Linked DNA regions of Mus musculus: region 1 is linked to region 2. Evidence: chromatin contacts called from public Hi-C data. All regions are on one chromosome and are shown on one strand. Each heading gives the region's core, a stretch centred on a gene start, on an enhancer-like site or on the middle of the called end of the contact. The rest is flanking DNA. Distances are from core to core; before and after follow the strand shown. Region 1 has its middle 140 kb from the start of Gm51655. Region 2 overlaps Sec16b (SEC16 homolog B (S. cerevisiae)).

The links. Hi-C and Micro-C count contacts between places; a contact is called where the count stands out from the background.
Region 1: a contact with region 2 is called in a Hi-C map of cortical neurons, with 4 times the contacts expected there. The contact joins two enhancer-like sites.

Annotation. Positions count from the first base shown.
Region 1 is chr1:157,885,565-157,891,304 of GRCm38.p6, reverse strand. No RefSeq gene overlaps it. Among named protein-coding and RNA genes, the nearest start is that of Gm51655, 140 kb to the right of the region's middle. Within about 2 kb of position 2,729, at least 27 of the 459 cell types and tissues checked have an H3K27ac peak or open chromatin away from gene starts, as enhancers often do. A contact at or near this core is called in cortical neurons, where this site is marked.
Region 2 is chr1:157,553,085-157,558,598 of GRCm38.p6, reverse strand. Sec16b (SEC16 homolog B (S. cerevisiae)) reads right to left here. Exons shown (of 26, transcript NM_001159986.1): 15 at 3,747-3,852; 16 at 1,694-1,834; 17 at 451-564. Among named protein-coding and RNA genes, the nearest start is that of Sec16b, 30 kb to the right of the region's middle. Within about 2 kb of position 3,403, at least 44 of the 459 cell types and tissues checked have an H3K27ac peak or open chromatin away from gene starts, as enhancers often do. A contact at or near this core is called in cortical neurons, where this site is marked.

The sequences.
Region 1 (5,740 bases), core at 1,480-3,979, 330 kb before region 2:
CACCTGGATGTGGCTCTTAGGAAAAGCCTAATGGAGACACCTGCTATGATCACTGGAAGAATAGTCCTCTTGGTGGTATTTCACCCCTTCTGTTTCTGCTACCAGTTCTAACTAGGGAAACCAGTGAGCTGCTGCAAAACAATAACTAAGGGTTGGAATAGATAGTAGCCACTGAATTCCTCTCAAGCTGTCGTGATTTTGTACTGAGAAATTACCAAGAGACATCAAGCTACCCATCAAATGCAAAGCACACAATATACATCTTACAACAAGGGACATAGGGGAAATTAGTCAGAAGAACTGATATTTTCAGGCTCTGTCTTTTGTGGTGAGAGTAAGATGGTGTCCAGTGTCTGTTCTCTGGAAGAGGCATATGAGCCTTAATCTCCCAGATAGCTCCCAGCTGTCAGCAGGGGGCAGGAAAGGGGAGAGGGCAGCAGAGAGAAGCAGTTGGACCAAGCTGGCTTATTGTTTGGAACATCCTCTGATCTTGGGTTGAGCGACAGTTCTCTGATGATCCCATACCGAAGTGAAAGAAAGCAAATTATGTTCTCTCCTCGATTTGCTCTGCACTGGAGAAGCTGCTCTCTGGGTCTGCTGCACTGGCTTCCCAGCTAAGCCCTTTCCTTGAAGTCTCCTGCCCACCCAGATCCTACAGAGAAATTGGTACATTAGGTTTAGGATAGGTCAGGATCAGTCATGCTCAAAATTCACAAATATGTGTGTGCTATGGAAGAAATAGGGTGGAGGAGGAGGGAAATGTGTAAAATAGAGGTTACAGAGTAGGTGGTTGAAATGCCTTGCCATGTTTTATAGTAACCTACACAGCAGTATTTCAGGGGATGGGGTGGAATGGGGAAAGAGATAAAGATAGAGATAGAGATGAAGATAAAGAGATAGACATAAAGACAGAGAGCTAGAGATGAGAGAGAGACAGAGACAGAGACAGAGACAAAGAATAGATAAACACAAACTGCTTCCCAGAACTAAACACAAATCATGAATGAGTAAATCTGGCCATGGGTGCTAGATCCTTAAGACCCAGGGTAGTAGTTTTAAGGGGATTCGGCATTAGGGCATACAATGTCTTTCTCTCAGAATCAATCAGGTTTCTATCAGGAGAAGCAGATCCACCAGGATATTTTCATAGCAGACACAAAAAGAGGCGGAGTGAGCAGCTGGTTGATTGTTGAGTAGGCATGCAGGTGGATGGTGGGTACACCTATCACAGGGATTGACTTTATGCAACTCGGAGACTTCCTTAACAGCCATGGTGCCGGGGGCACGGGCTTGAAGACTACAAGATAGGCAGGAAGTTGGTAGGAAATGAGAACAAAGGAGAACCCACACTCCCAACAATATTCTAAAGTGCCTGTTAGCCCATGTTGCCTCTCACCTTGGTGGGATCGCCATCCTGTGGAGCTAATCACTCAAGCTTGACCCAGAATCAGAGAATCTTGGGAAAAACAGAATGTCGAGGAATTGCTTGCCAGCTTGCATCTCTCTGCTGACAAGGTAAGTCATCAGGTCAGCAGCAAAAAGTGAAAGTTTCTGAGCATCTGTAGCTTCACATTCATTCCCTCCCAAACCATGAGGTTAGTCTAACAGAAAACAAGTATGAAAGGAGAATTCTGGGAAGTGTAGTTCACCTGCCCTAGATAGCCCCAAATTGCTATTTAGAGCCCCTCTAAGCCACAGCAACAGGCTAGGGACCAGCTATCCTAACTCAGGGACTTGGCCTTGAAGCCCTGAACTACAGTAGAGCTGTGAACACAGAAACACATCTGAGTGAAAAAGTTCATAGGGCCACTCAGACAGGCCAAGGCCAATAATGGAAAGAGAAGCCTTCATGACCCAGTTTTCTCAGTGCCAGGGCGCATGGACCATGTGAAATGACCACACATTGCCTCTGCCCATCCTACCTGACAGATGTCTGTCCTTCCTCCTAGGTAATGCCTTAAATCACTTCAGCCTTCAACCCTGATCATTACAGAAGTCGGCTGCAGCCCCGCCCACCTGGAGGAAGCAGACAGGAAGTAATCTTTTATTCATTTCTCATTCTGATAACCTGTTTCATCATAGTTAGTTGGATTTAACTAGCGCTACTGTAAAAACAAAACCAAAATCAGATGTGGGGTACTGGAGTCCTATATGTCGCGGTGGCGTGCGGACGTGCACAGGGGTTATTTATCTCCTCATTAACTCAGGCATGGCTTTGCCAGCATCCAGGCAGCAGGCAGAGGACTCAACATGTGGGTGCCTCCTCATACAGGGCAAGTGCATCTAAAGGGATAGTGATGATCTAGACGGTCAGTGCTACTCCCTGGCATTCCTCTTAGCAAGGAAGTCTCAGAAACGCCTCCATTGCCTCACAGCCCCAAGGGAATGTCTGCCATTCAATCCTAGCACGGCCTGTTTCCACACAGCAGACATGCTCCACAGTGCTGATGCTCAATCTAACTTACCAGATGGCATTGAAAAGTCACAGCTTCTGTTTTTCTTACCCTGACAAGGTTTCAGAAGGGTAGAAATGGAACACTTCTTCCAAGTGAAATAGTGTCTGTTCTGGTACTGTGGAAACTTCATTCCAACAGAAGCGGGGAGGGTGTCGAGGCTCGCATATGTGTGCATGCACGTGTCTGTGTTCCCTTATGAGCAGAGCAGAGTCTGGGGTGGGGAGAGGGATGGCGTAATCCCTAACAATGTAATCTCCTCTGCTGTCCTTGCAGTTTCGAGTGCTAAAAAAATGAGTACCTCGGGTCACAGAACAGGCGCCGTCACCAGTGGCGTGCTTTAAGTGAAAGCAAATTAAGTGTACAAGCACTTAACTCAAAATCAGTCTTCACAGCTTAGAATATCAAGAGCATCATCTTAATGGAAGGCATCAGCCAGGACAGAAATGGGGCTCTGCTCTTTATATGGTACCTTCTATTAGCAAGCCGTGCAATGCTCTTGTAAATTATGAATTGCTAGGCAAAGCAGCTCAGGAGATCTGGTCAAGGTCACTGGGGATCCTAGGTCCAAGGATACACAGAGTAGCGGAAGCTGAGAAACAGATAACGTGTATCAGAGAAAGCAGTGAGGAATTCTGAGGGCAAAGATCAGAATCAGGATGTGAGCACTCCTCCTTGTTCGTGCCTGTGTGATAAGTTCCTTACCCACTGAGCCATCTCTTTATTTAGGGATTCATCTCAGTCCATGACTGGTTGTTCTGAAAAATGAAGGAGAGCATTTTTCCCACTCTGCAGAAATATGAGAGGTTCAAGGGCTGAAGAAATGGCTCAGTGAATAAAGAATTTATCATATAAGAAGGGGCATCCATGAAATTTCTGTGGGCAAGGTGTTTCCCTTGTAATACTCAGAGAGACAGGGGATTCTTGGAGTAAGCTAAGATAGCAAGATAGGAGTTTGGTAAGAGACCTCATTTCAAGATATAATGTGAAGACATCAAGGAAGACACCTGCTATCAACCGCAGGCCTCCAGATGCCCTCTCCATACTTGCACACGTGCAAATACACCAAGGTTCTTTACTTAACTAAGAAGTATCTCCTGGATCTCCCGGGTCTCATCGTTAGCACCAGTGGTCCACTGACTCTAACACCTCCTCTTGCCTCTTTGGTAACCAATCTTCTACTTTCCACCTCAGATAAACACATTCTTTAAGAGTACAGCCTTTGCATCAGACCCAGACAAACAAGTATAGATCTATGTGAGCTGGCTGTAACACAAGAAAGATTTTGTCTTCTACTTCATAATCTGTATCTTTATTCACTAAACACCACACTCAAAGCACTGTGAGGAAAAGGTGGTCCCTGTATTGGTCAGAGCACAAAGAGGATTCAGCCAGATTCTGGCATCATTAAACTGGTCAACCAGCTGCAAGACATTACCAGCTGCCATGTTAATCATTAATGAGGCAGACAGTGCCTGTTGCCTGCGTAGTGAACCAAACATTATGACTTGGGTTTTCATTTCATTTAAAATTAACTCACTGAATGAAGACTCTGCCTCCAGCTTGTGAGAGACAGAGCTGTTGGCACAAAGAATGGACTGGCAGGCCAGAAGCACAAAGGGAACATGAAGTCCCTCACAGACATGATCAAACTGTTTGCATGCAGGCCTTGGCTTTTAATTCAACTCAGTCCCACTTTCTTAAAGACCCTGCTCAAAATATCCCTGTGTTTGCAAGCAGAGCCTCTCTGTGTCACTGTCCCTTCCTCTTGTGGCTTGTCCCAGTGCCTCTTCAAATCACCTTTATAGGAGCTGAGAATGAAGCAAAGGGGGAAGAAAACAATCCCATTTTCTGATTTGAGGATGTGCTTTCTTTTTCAAGAAAGACAAAATGCAGCTTTAAAAACATTTTATTATATTTAAAAACAAAAGGAAAGAGATGGAATTGACACAGAGAATCCAGGTGAACCCACATTTTTCATTCAGTAATGAAATAATAATTTTTCACCTCTACCAACATCTAGAAACTCCTAATCTACCTTATGTACTGTGAATTTTTCTATTATAGATATTTCATGCTGGTATAATGTGAACACATACTACTTCTCCTTTTATCTTATAATTATCTGTATACCTTCAGGTTTCTTCTCCCTTGTCGAGGTTCACTCTTTTCATGAGAGTAGTATTTCACTGCTTACATGTGCCATGTTATTTATCCAGGCATCTGTCCTTCAGCATAGGCCATTTCTACCTTTTGGCTAATGCTGCAATCATCATCATCATCATCATCCTATGGAGTAAAAGGAGCTGCCTAGCTGAGCCCAGATAGACAGGGGAATCGAGGAAAGAATTGTTTGCTAAATCCCTTTCTGTGGTATCTCATATGCAATAGCAGATAATGGAAACACTGAATTCATTCCTCATTGCTTGTGGGTTTTTTGTTTTTTATTTCTCCCATGCACACTATTCATTTTATACAGATTCCATTCTTCCCTGAAGTTCCTCATGTCTCATTGTGCATGGCCTACCTTTTGTGCTATATCCACATATGCATGTATCATAGTCCTTTCTAAATGATTAGGCAATTTCAACATTTTGTCACATACCAAACTGTTTCTATTGGTTCCTTTTCTTTTGATTACATACTATATAATCTTGATTCTTCACATATTGTATATTTTCCCACTGTGATTGACACTGCATATAAATAGTGAAGATACCTTTATTGGATTCCATAAACATGTGCAGTGGTCCCTGTTGTAGATACTTCTACTGCCAGGTTGCTATGTTGAACTGAGAACTGTTGAATCTTTAGCTAGATTCAGTTTACAATTGAAGTTAAACATCTGAGGATAAGATTGGGAGAGTTCCCCTTGAACCAATCATGAAAAATACCCTGGAGATGTTCTCACACCTTGTATTTCGGGAGTCACCTTTCTGAACCATGTGAGCGGGGTGCTCTGCAGACTGTCAACCAGCTTTGGGGTTGGGGGTTAATTATCTTTCCTCTCCAGTCATACTCCAGTCTGTGCCTTGGAGAACTACAGCAATGCATTCAGTAAAGCCATGGCATCTCTGGAGATAACTGTCTTGCTACTCTTCGTCAAGCCTTCAGGAAGCCTCTCTCATATATCTGATACAATGCTCATATCCCTTAGATTTCTACAGATTTTCCCTTCTTGATGTCACCCTCAGTGGGACATTGTTTGCACTCAAGAAGGTCCTATGCATCTGACAGGGGGACTCAGTTTACTTCACCTGCCTGTATCCAGAAGACATCAAGCCACC
Region 2 (5,514 bases), core at 2,154-4,653:
GGAAGGCCCTACTCCAATTACTCTTCTGATTAGGACCAGCAGCTTTCACAATTGTCAGAACAAAAAGGAAAAGCCCGGAAGTCCTTTAAGCAATTGCCCTACATTACATGAAAGTGACACAGGTCCACTGTGATCCATTGTTCCTAACAGAGATGGGGGAGCTTTGATGCTCATGAAACATCCTCTGGGTCCTCAGAGAAAGGGGTGGAGGGAGCATGGTTGGGAAAAGCGCCCCCCTGTGGCACTAGGCAAACACAGGAAAATGTTTGCACACAGCAAAGAAGCAAAGAACAAAATGTTCTGAATCCCAACATTCAGGGACACAGACCATGCCTCAAAGGCAATAGGAGACGCCCATGGTGGGGAATTAGCATCTCTATGTCTAGCCTATGTCTGGAAATGAAAAGGGGAACACAGGATACCCATTGACGCTGGTGTCACCCTCGTTACCTCCAGGTCCTTGTGCTTCCTCCGCAGTTGCACAAGCCAATCTGGTTCCAGGTCCCTGTCCCCACGGCGTCTTTCTAAAACCAGAGGATCTGACAGCTTCAGTTTCTCTGCGAGCTGAGCCGAGTTTCCAGGCAGGCCGAGTTTCCAGGCAGGTCAGGGGCAGAAAGTGAGAAGGACAAGAGAGAGAAATGGGGCATGTGGAAAGACAACAGGGGAGAGAGGCAATAAGAAGGGAGGAGAAGCCATAATTTACTCAAACATCACATAACAAAGAATAATTGAGAAATAACAAATTCAGCAGATCTCCTCCCAAAATTGCAGTATAAATATATAAGCAACCCATTTTGGTATTATTGCCCCCAAAATATGAGAGGAAAAAGAGAGCTCTCCAGCTTTGTGTCCGTGCATTGCTGCCTTCTCTTCGAGAAACTTCTAGAATAGAAATTCGAGAAAATTCAGGGACCTTGTTAATGCTAATTCTGATTCTGGTCTGGATGGGACTCAGATCTACATTGCTCACCACCTGATGCTGCTTTCTGCCTCAAGGTGTCATTATGTTCTGTACCTAGAAACTCTAATTACTCATCCTGGGCATCAGCCCACTAGCAGTGTGGGCAGGGGCTCAGGCAGCACAGATTTTATTGGTTATAGAATCCAGCACTTGGGCCTCATGTAAAGCGGTACAGATACTGTAGAGCACCCTGCCTTTTACTCTCTAGCTAATGGAGTGGGTTTTTTTTTCCTTCAATTAATTGAAACAACTATTTTCCTGATTGTTGTTTCTTCCCAAGAAACTAAGGGTTGGTACGGTTTTTGTTTTCTTTTTTAAATGTGTCCCACACGTGATAAAATATTCCATGCATTTAAAAGTATTTTAATAAGGATCATTTCCTGGTTTAATCACTAAAATCTATTTTCAAAGGCTCGCTTTTGTAATTAGGACGGCTCACCGTAGCTTGCAGTTTAACTGTACCAGAAAAGCAGATGCACAGAACTTCTCAAGCAGAACACGCCTGCTTTGCAGTCCCCCAACCCCTCTGCCCCCTGCCCAGCCAGTTGTTCTTTGTGCAAACAGGACCTCTGCTTATCACATCGGGGCATGCATACATGGTCAAAGACAGCCGTGGGCTCCAATTTTGCAGTGTGTTCAAAGAAGATGAAATGTGGAGTTTAAGCCTCTCTACAATGGCTTCTCTGAACACTGAAGATAAAACACCTACAGAGATCCCTTTGAGACGCTCACCTTGATGAGCTCCGCTAATAGCACAGGGTGGCTGCTCCCTTCCTGGCTCAAGACAGCTGCACCAATGGCTTCACAGTAATGCAAGGCCTGGGATGCCAGGCCATAATCTGCCAGACGGGAGGCATAGAGGAGCTTATACACCTGTGAAGAGGAACGGGCCAGGGATGAGTCCATCCGGGCAGGAGAGAGGCAGAGAAATGTAGATAAGACTTCTTGGAAGTCAGCTGACTGCCAGATTCCACTCACTCTGGCATCCAAATAGCAAGGGCCCAGTGCCATTTGGGGCAATTTATCTGCATATGGGCACAACTCCAAATCCAGCCTACATACAGTTGCTGCGTGATGGAGAAAAGGATTCAGGGATCACATCAACTCGTCTTTCCAGTCTTGGGTCTCCATTGGAAAGGCAGCAGGGCAGCCCTTTTATCCAGCAGCCTACATCACAGGAAGCCTGGGCATGTGAAGTGCAGCCCCGGCACAAGGGCTTACATGAAGATACAAAACTCTACCATTTGCAGAGGCTGTGAAGCCCACAAGGAAGTGCAGGCAGATGCTGGTGTAGGGAGGAAGAGTCTCCATAGCAGGAGCTATAGGATGAGATCAAACGTGACAGCTCTGGTGTCAAACAAAGTCAATCCAATCCAAACTCATGCTAGCTGGGGGACATTTGGGCTAGCCCCTTTGTCTCTCTGTGCCTCAGCTTCCCTGTTAGAGCATGGACGATGCCACCTAGTCCACTAGAACTATAAAGATAGAATTAGGGGATTCACACAAAGTACTTAGAACAAATGGTATGCACAAGTGAGCTGGTGAGATATAACCAGCCCTTCGAGCCTCGGTTCCAACTTCTGTGAAAGGGAAAACCCCACAGGATTAGAAGTGATATTCAAGATGCACGGCAACACAATGCTGAGTGTGTGAAACAGCCGGTAAGAATAGCTATACTAAGACTACCAGCCCAGAACAACGTCAACAAAACATGTGGGCGGGATGAATAACGAAGGGAAAGAAAAGCAACCAAAGTGCCTACGCTGGAGCCCTGTGGAGGAGCAGCTAGGCAAGGCAAAACTCTCAGAAAGGAGAGGCTAAATGGGTCATGTATTTACAATACAGGGACTCATTCCCAAGGTTACGTGTGTTCTGTGTTGAGTGTGCGTTGCTATTGTAGCTGTGTACATTCTCAACAGCGGACCTTGAGGATATCCATTTAGACAAGGTCTCAGGCCTGAAGAAGGTACTTAAGGCAGAAAAGAAAGGTACCTTCCCATAAAAGGGAAAGAAAATACAGAGTAGTGTCGAGTGAATGGGAGATGGGGACCTTGGAGTCAGTGCTGTGGCTGAGATAGTCCTATTCCCAGCCCAGAAACAAACTACCTCGGTTTTATGCCAGTTTGCTGCAAGGCTTCAGTGAAGTTCACACTCCACACCAGCAAGAGACGCGAGAAAAGGCCACTGGGTAGCAGGTCTCAAAACACATAGGGGATCGGACTGGAGGATGACGCGATGCCTACGGACATAGGGTAGCAACGAGATGCCAAACAGAGGGGCTGAGGGGAGAGAAAAGAGCCTGGCAGTGCGGTTGCCACCTATACAACTGAAACCCTGAGAAGAAAGAGAGAATGGACTAAGGCCAGAGCAGGAGGGAAGCTCCTGAGAAAGGGGGAGTGGTCAGAAGGTGAGCTGTCAGAGGGACCAGAGGGCTGTAGGAGCTGAGGAGGAGCTGAGCGGAAGTGCTAGGAGAGAAGAGCCCAGGGCAGCAGGAGGACAGGAAGGGAGGGAGGGGCAGAACTGCAGCAAGATTTCCGCATGTATGCCTCCAGCAAAGACTTCTGAACCGTTTGCTTTCATGCTGTAAAATTCTGACCTTCCGGGAACATAAAAAGAAACCCTAAGCCTTCCCGCACTCCCGTTAAAGAGGACAAATGCAGGAGATGACTTGGCCGGTGGTACCAGGTGCCAAACAGCAAGGCTAAGAACCTGGCTGCCCACAACCTAGACACAGCATCGCTGATGGCCGCCCCGCCCCGCCCCGCCCCCCTCGGGGTTCAGTTACCTGGAAAGAAGGGATGAAGGATTTGGGGCGGCCCAGCATCTGGCAGTACTCGAAGATTTCCGTCCGCTGGATAGCCTCAATTGTTGCAAATTTCATAAACTCTTGACTAAAAGCAGGGAATAACAAGAACAGAGGTGAGGCGGAGATGCTGCTCTCAGGCAGGTCTATAAGAGGAAAGAGCCTGTGGGCTCAAGATAGACTGCACTTCCTCCTTGACCTCCATCTCTTTAGGTTTGGGCAATAAGTGAGAGTGCCAGCACTTCTAGAAGAGCCTGCTTGTGAGGAGGAGGCTCTGCACCTCCCTTAACATCCCCCTTCAACACCTCCCACTTCAACCTCCTAAAAACTAGTCCTCAGCCCTCAGCCCTCAGCCCTCAGCCCTCAGTCCTCAGCCCTCAGCCCTCAGCCCTCAGCCCTCAGCCCTCAGCCTGGCATGCCCCAGGAAAGACAGAGCAGCCTGAGCTTGCCAAGTGCAAAAGAGGAAGCCGTGGAGTCCAGGAGCACCACAGATGGCCTGGCACAGACTGGGGAGGACAATGGAGCCAGAAAGAAATGACAGATCTTGCACAGGAAGTTCATCCGGCCAGTGAGGAAAGAAAACAGGTGAATGTGATACACACACACATACACACACACACACACACACACACACTTGCCGTCTCCCCTCTACAGCTTGCCAGGTGCCCTATATTCCAGTCATCAGAATAATTCCAGAAGCTAACATATCTCAAGAAACTCCCCCAGGAGTCATGAACATGGGCTATAGGAAGCGAGGTACCTTTATGGGCTTGCTTAGCCCAGACAGACTGCCTTGAGAAGATGACTCTTCTATCTGAGCCCAGGCTCAAGAGAAGAATCTGTGAGGAGCACCGATTGCTATGGTGGTAGAGGATTAGGAATATCAGCTACAACTTTTGCTCCTGCAACCTTACTGTCTAGACTCCAAGTCCATCCTGATGGTGCACCCGAGAGGCTACCTTAGACAAGGCTTTCAATCCCTCAATACCTTGCTTCCCCGGTGCAGTTACCTTTTTATAAAGTAAATCTGTAACAAAGCAAACATTGCAAAGACACTGATAGCTCTGCATCTCAGAAATGTCTTCTTTCTCTCTCTTGAGACAGGTTCGTAGCCCTGGCTGGCTGGCTAGCCTAGAACTCATTGCACCACCCTGGCTAGCATTGGCCTTGCTACAATCCCCCTGTCTATACCTCTTGACTGCTAGAATTCTAGGAGCGCAATACCATGACTGCTCAGAAATCACAACTATTAAGGAGAAAGAGGTAGAAAGATCCAGAACAGTGAGGACCACCCAGGGTAAGATTATCTGCTTCAACTCACTCTTTCTCCAGGGCTTTGGGGTCCTTGGGGGGGGGGGGGAAACACCCTGATATGTGGCTACCAGAAAACAAGTGACTGATGCAGAAGGTTCCAAAGAGCTTGTGCTCCAAATTAATATATTGAAGTAGTATGGAGGCCCCAAAAAGTAGGCTCCTAGAATAAGCCCAGGGCTGCCCAAAATATACTATTGTAAACTTCATTTTTCTATGTTATCTCTGGTTGTGGAGCTAGGCTGCCACCCAGTGGCCAGAAGAGTTCAACACACACCAAGAGCACTAACAGCACCAAAGGCCCTCTGGTGGTGTGATGTGGCACCCTCTGGTCACCTTGCCTAGACTAATGCAGAAGATAGAGAGGAAGAGCGGGCAGTAGCGGAAATTTACACAAGAAAATGAGTAGTGAAGCCATGAAACCCAGTAAGGGCTAAAA